2 separate regions of the Ovis aries genome follow, and region 2 is linked to region 1. Evidence: chromatin contacts called from public Hi-C data. All regions are on one chromosome and are shown on one strand. Each heading gives the region's core, a stretch centred on a gene start, on an enhancer-like site or on the middle of the called end of the contact. The rest is flanking DNA. Distances are from core to core; before and after follow the strand shown.

The links. A called contact is a pair of places that touch in the nucleus more often than the background predicts.
Region 2: a contact with region 1 is called in a Hi-C map of muscle, with 10 times the contacts expected there. The contact joins the promoter of FAAP20 here to the promoter of RER1 in region 1. A contact is called at or near these places in 11 of 16 Hi-C or Micro-C datasets (blood, hypothalamus, liver and 5 more).

Annotation. Positions count from the first base shown.
Region 1 is chr12:49,760,460-49,765,946 of ARS-UI_Ramb_v3.0, reverse strand. It overlaps RER1 (retention in endoplasmic reticulum sorting receptor 1), which reads left to right and starts at 2,672. Exons shown (of 7, transcript XM_042257384.1): 1 at 2,672-2,811. MORN1 (MORN repeat containing 1) reads right to left here and starts at 2,414. Exons shown (of 14, transcript XM_042257381.2): 1 at 2,254-2,414; 2 at 1,754-1,825; 3 at 830-928; 4 at 211-321. The coding sequence starts at 2,383.
Region 2 is chr12:49,901,234-49,906,720 of ARS-UI_Ramb_v3.0, reverse strand. FAAP20 (FA core complex associated protein 20) reads right to left here and starts at 2,623. Exons shown (of 6, transcript XM_027975751.2): 1 at 2,552-2,623; 2 at 2,153-2,288; 3 at 1,766-2,073. The coding sequence starts at 2,604. It overlaps LOC121820795 (a long non-coding RNA gene), which reads left to right and starts at 3,153. Exons shown (of 3, transcript XR_006061495.2): 1 at 3,153-5,487.

The DNA of each region.
Region 1 (5,487 bases), core at 1,423-3,922:
CAGGATTGAGCGCAAGGACAGAACGGGGACCTGAGTCACCAGGTCTGGGTGGCTTGCTGTAAACCCCTTACTTTGAACTTCAGTGGACAGGGGAACATGCTGGTGCCCAGGCCGTTAGGCCCTGAGTCAGAATCCCAGCAGGGTTATGGCCAAGGCCCCACAGTGTCTGCCCCACAGCCCATACCCTGCACCTTCCTGCGGACACCCGACCTTCTCTCAGGCCGCGGAAGAGCTCCCCTTCGTAATGTCCGCCGGCTTGGTACTTCATGATGCCGTGTCCCTGGGGCTCTCCGAGAACAAACTGTCCAGTGTAGGTGTTCCCTGGATGGGAGGCAGAAAGCCGTGACTAGGGTTAGAGCCACTTCCTGAGTGCCTCAGGGTAATGATTACCCAGTTCTCACCTGACTCCTGGGCAGCTGTGGTCACAGAGCAGGGTATATGTTTATCTCACAGCTCACGCTGGTGGATGAGGGAGATGGGACAGAGTGGGTATGGTCCCATCACCTACAATCCTCTCCCGCTCTCTTAGGGACCTTCTTGGGGAGTGGGGGTGGGGGGTGCTCTGTATGCCTGGAGCAGAGGCCCCTCCAGGCCAGAGTCTGTGGAGTGAGACTCCTTTCCACCAAAAATCCACTTAACGCTTGCCTGTGAGGGTCTGAGGTCCTGCAGGCAGCACTGGGGCCATCCCACCCCAAGCTGGCACGAGGCCACTACGAGACACCTTTGGGGAGCCAGGGGTCCTCAGGTTTAGACATAGTGTCTTCTGCATCCAGAAAGGAGGGGCAGCTCACAGCAGGGTGGGTTCAGGAAGAAGGGCTGGCAAGCTGACCTGTCAGTGTCCAGTGCCGACAGCCCTCTCCTGTGATCTCTCCATCCACAAAGTCACCTTCGTAGTAACTCCCATCTTTAAACAGCAGCTTCCCCCGACCTGGTGAAAGACATCGTGATGTTAGGCTGTGGCTGGGAGTGACTGCTGGGGCCATGCGTGGCTGGGCTTGTTTCTCAGGGAGAAGAGCAGGTCACAAGGTCTTTGTATTTGGTTCTGTCCGGGCCATCAAAAGCTCAGGGACCCTGCCCCTAGATCTCCTCAGAGAGCACGTGATGGCCATCTTGCCTCTGTCAGTGCAGGTGCAGAGGGAAGGTGGGGGTGGGGGAAGAGAGAAAGGGTGAGAAAGAGAAAAGCACGAGGTGACACTGAAAAATACATTTTGAAAAGAAGGAACCACTTTGTCCAGGTCAGGAAGAGACTCACAGATTTCAGCACAAAAGGGAGAAACACCCATGTGGCAAAAACACTCCCATAAAAGTCAAAAGGTTCCAAATACACTGGCAGCCGACTGATACACAAATAGTTCATGAGAAAATACTGAAAGATCAATCCTCTGGCAGAAAAATCTGCAGAGGCTTTGAGCAGACAGAACCCCAAACAGGCATCCAACTGTGACAGTAAGCTTTGGAAAGTCCAGGTCTGCCTCTAGGGTGGACGCCAGGGGACTCTCGCTTTCTACTTGCTCTCCTTGCTATTTAGACTCTTGTTTTTTTTTTCAAATGGTCAGCCTCTTCATCTTCAAGGAAAAAATAAAGACAGTTTTCATCAGCACCAAGGTGGCTATCTGGGTCCCCCATTCTGCAGATGGCCCCTCATGCGCACGAGTGAGGGCCCGATGTGGCAGGCACTCACGTGGCCCCAGCTCCTCTGGGACATGTGCTGTCAGTGGAATGGCTACAGCAAGAGGCCATAGCCTGTCCTTACCGTGTTTCTTGCCTCCTCTCCATTCTCCTTCATATCGAAAGAAAGAATTCGGATAAACGTAGATCCCATAACCTGAAGGTTGAAAGGACACCCAGGTGAGCACCAGGTACAGATGACGTGGCTGACGACCAGCATGCACAAGGTGGGGGCCATCCCGGGGCTTCTCTAGGTGTCTGTCGTTTCACCTCTTAGTGAGCCTCACCCCCACTGCTCCCCAAAGGCTGTTTGGGTCACAACTCTCCCTGTTAATCCGTTTATACAGCAGACAAGCTGAGCGCCCAACCCATGCAGAGACGCCCGCCCCGCCACCCTGGGTCACCAAGGGTCGACTCAGTTCCTCCCGACTGGGTCTCCAGGCCCCAGCCGGTTTTGCTACTCGGGGCCCGGGACCCCGCCCATACCGTGGGCACCCAGACACCTGAGTTGGGGACGACCAAGCTCCCAGGGGTGCGAGCTAGGTTCGCAGTGAAGGTGCGGGGATGCTCAGCGAGTGCCCGGACCTGTCCGTCTCCCTCCCTTCCCAACGGAGGCCCGGTAGGGTAGTCGGCTGTTACCGTCCCGCGGTGGCCTCCCTGAAGGCTCCCGGCGCGGCAAGCAGGAGGTCGCGCGTCCCTCACTGGCGAACGCCATCTTGCCGCTAGAGGTTTCCCTTAGCAACTGCATAGTTCTTCTCTACTGGCTCGTTGGTTGTGAGCGGGCGTGGCCTCTAGTCAGTCCCTGGGCGTTACCAAGTTCTGGAGCTGAACTGTCTGGGCCCGGAGCCAGAGGACGCGAATGCGCTTGCGCAGCATGGCGAATTTCCGCCGCTTACGTCTCTTCCGCCGACGTGACAACCCAGCCAACGGGTTGGGAGCTCGCACCGGAAGCGGAAATGGTTGGAGGCTCTCGGCCCCGCCCCGGCGGCCATCTTGGAAGCCCGGGAGGCGGTGCCGCGCAGGACTGAGCGGAAGTGCTCGGTTACCCCTTCCCGGACCGAGCGAAACGCCGGCGCGGCAGCCACCCGCGTCCTTCTTCCCGCGGCCCTCGGGAGACCGCGCTCGGCCGCAGTGGACCGCGAGGTGCTGGCGGGCGGGGCGGGGCTGGGGTCGGGCGGGTGCCGTGGTCCTGAGGGGCGCGCGTGAGACTGGGGCAGGGCCGGACCCCCGGGGTCGCCGCGGTGACCGGCCCCAGTTCCCTGGTAGCGCGTCCTGGGAGGGGTCGGCTGCTTGCCCGGGGCCGTGGGACCTCGGTGTCCTCGCCGATCCAGGGCAGCCTGCGGGACTTGGGTAGGAAGCGCCGCGGTGGACTTGGATCGCTCGGGGTCGAGACCTGGCCCTTCTGCACACCGAAGATCCCGAGCGTTCGGGCTGACCGGCTCGACGGCGCCCCGCGTGCTGTCCTACAGCTGCCTCCGGAAACCTGCCCCAGGCACATGGGCCTGGGAGCGTCCCGGGGCGCCTGCTACTCGGTCGGGTTGGTCTCATTCCCGGAGATGTGTAAGGTGGAGCTCTCCTCGTAGGTGAATATAGGGCCCCCAGGTCTTGGTGGTGCAGGTGTGGTCGAGACGGGAAGGTGGTCATGCCCAGGAAAAGGAGCCGGCCGTGAGCCCTGGCCGAGCACTCGGGTGGGTGAGGTCTGGAAGGGCTTTTCAGAGAAGAGAACATCATCGCAGGATGAAAGTGTGGGAAATTACCAGGCTCGGGACTCAGGAGAAAGGGGGCAGGAGATGAGGGGAGACAGAGGGAACCAAACGGTGCCAGGCAGGACTGTCCTCTGTGTGGGATGCGTCTGTGTGGGGACAGCTCCACAGACAGGTGCAGTGATGACTCTGGTACTCTGCACACAAACCCCCATAAGTGATACTCCTGGTCTCTGTTTCGAACTGTCTGATCTTGTTTTTTTTCTTTGTTTCCTTTGTGGCTGAGCCTGAGGCAGTGACATCCGACAGAGAACTTAACCCACTGCTAGCTCTGTGCCTGGCCTCCTGGATAACGGGGCCGGCAGTGGAGGGACAAGGCTCCTCTTCCGGGAGCTTGCATTCTAGTAGGAGGAAGGAGAAATGAGGCAAAAAGCAGTCTTGAAGTTATTGTCCCACAAAATAGAACAGGGTGATGTGATCTGAGGGACAGGTGCCAGTTGGACAGTCATGGAGGGCCTCTTTGAGGAGGTGGTCTTGGAACTGCAGGGGACTGCAGACAGCGCAGCTGTGTGAGGGCCACCCTGATTGGAAACAAGTCCGAACAAGGCCATCTTGCTGCCTTCCTCCCCGGGGCTGCTCCTGGTTAGAACCAGGCCCCGCTCTGGTTCTAACAAGGCTGGCTGCTGACTCCACACCAAAGGCCTGGGGAGCGGGGTGCTGAGATGCTGTGGCCCTGTTTCACAGAGTGGGGAGGGCCACAGTGGCCTGTGAGTCACGCCATAGACAGGCCATTTGATCCAAAGTTCACCTTCTAAATGTTGATAGGAGTTCAGCCAAGGTGTGGAGTTATGTTAATGTATATGTGTCATGTCAGGTGATGGGAAGTTGGTCAGCATGTCGTGGGAAGATCTTTCACACGTTCAGTTAAGAGAACAAAACAGAAGCGGTTGTCTCTGTGTAGGGCATACTTTAGAGGAACAGCAGGTGTTTCTCTAACGTTAATACCTCAATTCAAGTAAAAGCATTTAAATGGTAGACACTTTGGTCATAAAAAAGTAAAATAGGGAAACATTTGTATGGAATTGTAGGATAAATGATGTTACTGATATAGCTTTCTTTTGGCCTGACTTTGGTCTAAATAGGGTGGCTGGCCTTCTCTAATTTAGCCCTTTTGAAAATAGGAAATTTTCCCCAGTTGAACGTAGAGGCAAACTTCCCCAAAAGACAGGGCTAGGAGCTACAGTTCACCTGTTCAGTTCACCGTGGCTCCCAGGAAAGCAAAGGGCATTTCTGAGTCTCCTTGGCACTCTGCCCCTCCACTCCGGGGCCCCAGGAAATGGTGTTACAGAATCAGCAGACGTTCTAGCACAGATGTGCTGGTGCTTGTGGGACTGCTCAGATTATCTTCATATCAAAGTTGTACTGTTGACCCTTGAACAACATGGGTTTGGACTACATGGGTTCACTCTCATGTGGATTTTTTTCATGAGAACAGTACCGCAGTACTGCGCGATCTGCAATTGGTTGAACTGCGGGTCCAGAGACTGACTCTAAAGTTATACTTGGATCGTTGACTGCTGGGGTTGACGCCCCTGCGTTTGTTCAAGGAGCCACTGCAATTGGTACTGTGTTCCATCTGGGATCTCGGATCACGTTGTGAGCTTGCTAACTAGCGGCTGCATGCAAGGAGGATGTGCAGATCCAGGCTCCAGCCTGGCCGTGAAGAGGCTGAGCGAGGGGGTGACTCAGACCGTTGGAAGCCTCAGGTGTCTGCCCAAATGGGAAGGGCTGTGCCACCTTCCAGATGAGGACCATACCGCTCAGGGGTGGTGGACTCCATGTTGGAGTCCACTTCTGGTCCCCAGCCCTGCCATGGTGTCACATGGGGGGAGGAAGCCGGTGGTAGGGAGGCAGTGAGAGCTTGTCCCCAGCATCGTCACCAGCTTTGGACTGGCACGGCCTTCCGCCCTCTGCGTCCTTTTTGTTCTGTGGTTTAGGCGGGGGCCATGCTGGGCTGCAGGAGCCAAGGCCAGAGCTGCTCTTGACTTTGAGCAAGTGGCCTGACTGTCTGAGGCTGACGCGCTGCTGTGGCATACGGGTGACGGTGCCCACCCTT
Region 2 (5,487 bases), core at 1,374-3,873, 140 kb before region 1:
TGCCCTGGCCTGTCCCCAGGGAGGGGGGTCCCCAAGTTACTCTGCAGCCTTGGGGTGGGGCCTGGCCAGGGCACACTCTCCTTCTTAATCAAAAGGAAGAACGTGTAAGAAGCACTCCAGATGCACAGAGACCCTGGACCGCCCGCACCAACACCTACGCTGAGGCACTTGGCCAAGCCTTAATCTGACTGCTCAAAAGAGCTCAGACTGGAACTTTCTTTCCAACATCCTTCCAAAGTCTTAGAAACTCTCTCCTTAGACCGTTTAGAAAAGCAAGCAATCCAAAAACAAAAGCTGCTCCTACAACAGAGAGGCAGGGCTGGGCTGCCCTGACAGTGTCAGGAAGCTTCAAGGGCATCTTCTGCCAAGAAAATGAATTTTCCTCCAGGGCTTCCGATGATATTTCTGTCCCTGGGTTTCTCTCAACCGGTATGAATCAAGGGGACTTAGTATTTTCAAAAGTGTTCACGGCTTCCTCAGGACTGGCAAGGGAGCTGGTGTCTTCAGCCCACAACCATCCAAGAGCCTCAATATGGGGTAAGAGGTGTGTTCGGTGAAATGCTGGGTCTGAGGACGTTTTACAAATTCTCCAGAGCACAGGCATCTCAGCGAAGCCGCCACACCTGCCCTCCTGCCACGCCAGACCTGTGCCTACTAGGGGGCTTCACCACAGGTCCTCCTGAGGACAGCCACCCCCTCGCTCCCTGCACACTGAACTGTCCAAGCTCTCAAAGGCTTGGTTCCTGTGAAACATCACCATTGGAGGAGCCTGGATATCTGAATGCAGACCGTGTTTTTTCTCCCCTCTGCAGTCTGTGCTGCACATTTTGATAACTGTTGTGATAACTTTTTGTCATCAGCTGCCATTCCCTTCACCCCTAGGACTGGTTTTGTTTCCAAAAAACCAGGGCCAAGGCATGTAATTCAACACAGGCTCCAGGCCACAGGACACACAGTAAGACCAGCTACCAAAACCTGCCGTCTATCCCCTACATCCGACCAAGCTCCTTCCTGCTGTCCTGACCCCCATGACCCCCATGCCTGTGTCCTTAGCTATGTGACACGTGGCTCAAAAGCTGGACAGGTGGAACTTAGCAAAGTCAAACTCCATCACCTTACTTTAAAAAATGCATATATATCAGATTTCTAAAACAAAGGCATCTCTAGACACTGAAACAGAGTCTTCATTTTTTAAACCCACAGTCCACCCACGGGGAAGGTGGTTGGAGGGACCATAACAAAAAACTGCTCTATGACCCACAGCCCAGACTCACCCTGGAGGCAGTCTCACCAGCGGGTGTCAGTGTGGACCCCAACAGAGCCAGAGCCTCCCTGCCCTCCCACCGTAGTGGGTATGTCTGGGAGGCTGCAGCCTGTCATCAGGGTCTCAGGCCAGTGCACCTGCAGCGGGACCTTCAGACCCCCAGCCCTGTGCCCTCCAGCTGATCAGCACCACTTCTGCACTTTGCCAACTTTCTATGCATGAAATTTCACTTTAAAAAGCCAAAGTTGAGCTAAGGCACCCTAGCCCTGGGTTGGGAAGATCGCCTGGAGAAGGAAATGGCACCCCACTCCAGTATTCTTGCCTGGAAAAATCCCATGGACGGAGGAGCCTGGTAGGCTACAGTCCATGGGGTCGCGAAGAGTTGGACAGGACTGAGCGACTTAACACACCCTAGGCTTCAGAAATTGCCTGTGGTTTCCAAACAGGGCAGGGGCCACGGGGGTGGCAGTGGAGGAGAGGGAGGCCCAGGGGGCCACTCACCCCGGGACGAAGTCGACTTGGCACATGGGACAGCTCTGCAGGGTCGTCGCACCGTCCACTGACGGCTGTCGCTGGGAGGGCTGCTCCTCTGACAGCTGCTCCTCGGCGCTGGGGGTTCCGCGGAGCTCGGGCGCTGCATATTGTTGGGGGGACCCCGTGTGCCCCCGGACCGCTCTGAGCACAAGGTCGGAGCCGCCCGAGTCCCCGCCTCGCCCCGGCGGGGGCGGCGGGAAGGGCGTCCAGAAAAAGGTCTCGGTTCCCACGGTGAATCTTTCCAGGGGCGGGCGCTCAGGACTGCGCTTGGGCTCCTGCAAAAAGGAGTCGTCGGACCGCGCCCGCCTGCCCGCCCCAGCCCAGCTGGAGACGCGGGGATCGCTTCACACGCACCTGGCCGGGGAACGCGGGCAGCGGCGGCAGCTCGCCGTCCTCGTTCAGGTCTGCGCTCGCGGTGCGCAGCAACTCAGTCCACAGCTTCGCGCACTCGCCGCCATCCGGGAGGGACCCGGAGGTATTGCTCGGAGGCCTGGGGCGGCGAGGGTGGGCATAATCACAGCACAGGGGAAGCGGGGAGCGGGGCCCTCGGGGAACAGGAAGGACTCAGCGGGGAGAGACGGTGGGTGCAGCTCGGCAGTGGGGCGGGAGGAGGGCTGGCGGGGCGGGATCGAGGCGAGTTCCAGGGAGCACGTGGGGGCGTGACACCCGGCTACCGCTGGGCCGGGGACACTAGGCCCCATCCGGGACCCTTCCCGCCCCCCGCCCCCCGCTGCCCCCAGCCTCCAACCTCACCCGGCCCCAGAGGGCGGCCTCCGGCGGCTCAGACTTAGCCGCGACCTCCGCATAGCCTCTATCCGCCCAGACGCCCCGCGTCCGGCGGAAATGAGCTGCTGGAGCGCCAGGCGCCGCCCCCGGCAAGACCCCGCCCACAACAAGACACACACCCCAGTCGCCCGCCCTGGGCAGCCCCGCCCAGACAAGAGCGGGTCTAGGGCCCCCTCCTCAATGCCCCAGCACCCCCCGGAGAGCTGTGTGGACCCGAAATCACTCCCATCTGGGCGCTGGACTCGACCCCCAGACCATGGGGTGACCTCCCTCTTGTGGCAGTATCGGAGGGAGGGAGACGGAGGTCAGGGTTGCTCCCTGGAGGCAGGACTGAGGTCGCGAGGCTGCCTTGCCCTGAGGGAGCCATTTTCCAGCTGAGCCGGGAGGTGCCGCCCCACCCCTCAGGCCTGGGGTCTGCTCTGCAGAGACCTCCGAGGAGGAGGAACTGGGTGGGAAGGCGGCCGGGGGCCCTGGCGTCCCCACTCGCCGCTGGTCCTGGCTCTGCCTCCTTCCTCTGGACAATCCTGAGCCTGGGAGAACCTTCTCAGGACGTCCGCGTTTCCTTACAGGAGGGAGGAGCCTAGTTTCCTTAATTAAGAGACGAAGTGAGAAGACCAGGGTCCGGGTGCTCGGAGGGCCTGCGAGGAGCTTCCTGGACACCCTGGGCCCCAGGCGCTCTCGCTGAGCCAGCGACCTTGCAATCCGCCACTTGGTGGCAGCAGATGCCCAGCCACCCTTGTCTGTTCTGCTGGTGCAGTCGGTGCCTTGGGGTCCCACCAGGGCTGAGGGGTGCAGGGGATACTGGGTGGCAGCCTTCTCCTCTCCAGGCCACAGGCAGATGCCACTGGGGTCATGGGCTCTCCCTGGCTCCTCCCCAGCCCCACAGCTTCGGCAACTCTGTTCTGCACACCCTTCTGCAGGAGCTCCCATAGTCTCCTCACCTCCGCCCCTCGTCACATCACAGATTGCCTCTTCCAACTTGGATCTGTGGCACCCCCCCATGTGACACACTCCAGCCCCCAGGCGCCCCTGTCCCCAAGTTGAGGCCACTCAAGTGACCTCCATCCAGCTGCCATGCAGACCTCCAGAGCAGAGTGGACTCTTCTGGGCCAGGGACTGGTCTAGAGGCTGAAGATGCCTGGGGGAGCAAATGAGACAGAGCTCTCACCTGGAGCCTGCCAGTTCCTGGGAGACAGCCTGTGCGTGTCTAAACAAGGGAGCTGCTACAGTGGGTGGTCTTGGGGCCCCAGAGGAGGTGACCCGCCACTTTCCCAGGTGAGAGAAGCCCGGGTGAGGGGACTCACAGGCGGGCCGGGAATGTCACAGGGGCTGGTTGACTGAGGACCCCCGAATGGCTCGTGTCTGTCGTCCCCAGCCACAGCCCCCCTACCCTCACCCTGGCTTCAGTCTCCACTGCTTCAAAGCTGTTCCTGGAAGCATCACTGCATATCTGCATGCCCGCCTGGAGACTCTCAGGAGGAACACCAGTCCTCCCCAAGGCAAGCAGGACCTACCAGGCCTCAGATAGCCAGCCTGTGCCCAGCTCTCAGGACATGCTGGGAAGCTGTGTGGGGACATCTATGTGAGCGGCTGATCCCCACAACAGGAGCCCTGGGGTCCTCAGCATCCCAGCCATTTCCTCTAAGGACCTCACACTGCCAGCTCCCAGACCCAGGAAGGGTAGCTTGAGGCAGGAACCAGGAGGGTCTCAGGTGGACCCAGGACAATGGGGAGGCCTGAGGGCAGGTCCCGGGGGCTGCCAGGGGCTGGCTGAGCCTGGCTCCAGCCTTCAGCATGAGGTGAGCGGGCACCCACTCTCCTTTGGCCTTAATCACCCTAGGGGTCTCCTTTACCCTGGGCTGCTGGTGGGGGCAGAATGGAGGCCCTCGGGGCCTGCATGTGGGGATGGCAGAGCCAGAGCGACATGTCAAGGCTGTCTCCGGGGGCTTCTCCTCTCTGGTTTCATCCGGCTGCTGGGGATTAGCTCCCCCATCATCACCAGGACCTCCAGCCTGGGACACTTCCACCAAGAACAGAGCTGGGGTGACCCCTGTGCCAAGCACATGGCAGGTGCTGGCCCCAGCAGGAGTTCTAGCCCCTCGGCTGGCGCTCTCCCGACAGCTGCCCGCCGCCTGCCCAGCCTGCACGGGGACCTTCTGGAGGTGGAAGGAGACTACCTTGTCCCAGCTGTCCCGGCGCTATGAGCAAGATGCAGTGCCAGGAGGGGGGCTGGAGGAAGTTTAAAAGTTGAACTTGATTAAAAGTCTCCTATTTTCTGAGCCATCTGCTGCAGTGAGGGGCCATGGGCTTTACTGGGAAATAATTTCTGATTGGGACTGACGCTGCACTATGGAAATGAGATTTTTACAAGCCAAATTCATGTTTACGGAGAATGTTTCAGCGTTCTGAAGGAGGTACCCCTCCAATGAAGCAGAAGAGGCTCCAGTGGGTGGGGGTGAGGGGGTGACAACCCCACCCTGCAGCCACAGGCAAGGCCCAGCTGAGAGACTGCTACCCCCGGGTGCTCTGGCTTCATCTATTATGGCAAACGAAGTCCCCTTTCCCCTTTCCTCCCCTCCCAGAATCAGGGTGCCATTTGCTGCCAGCTGGTCAGGGCCCAGACCTTTCCAGCACCTTCTGACTACCAGGAGCCACAGGTATCTGGGCTCCTGGTATCCTCGGAGCCTGGTGACTGTGCTCTGCCCTCCTCTCCATGGAGTGGGTCTTGCCGCTGACTGACCCACGCCGAGGCCTCCAACTCTGAGGCAAGCCGGCAGGGTAAGATCTGTTGGCTGGACCCCAGCTGGCTGGTGAGGTCCGAGCCCCACTTGGCTTCCCCACACCCTCCTTTGATTGCTTGAGGGTCAGTTCTGCCATCAGGGCTCCCGGCAAATGGGGTCAAG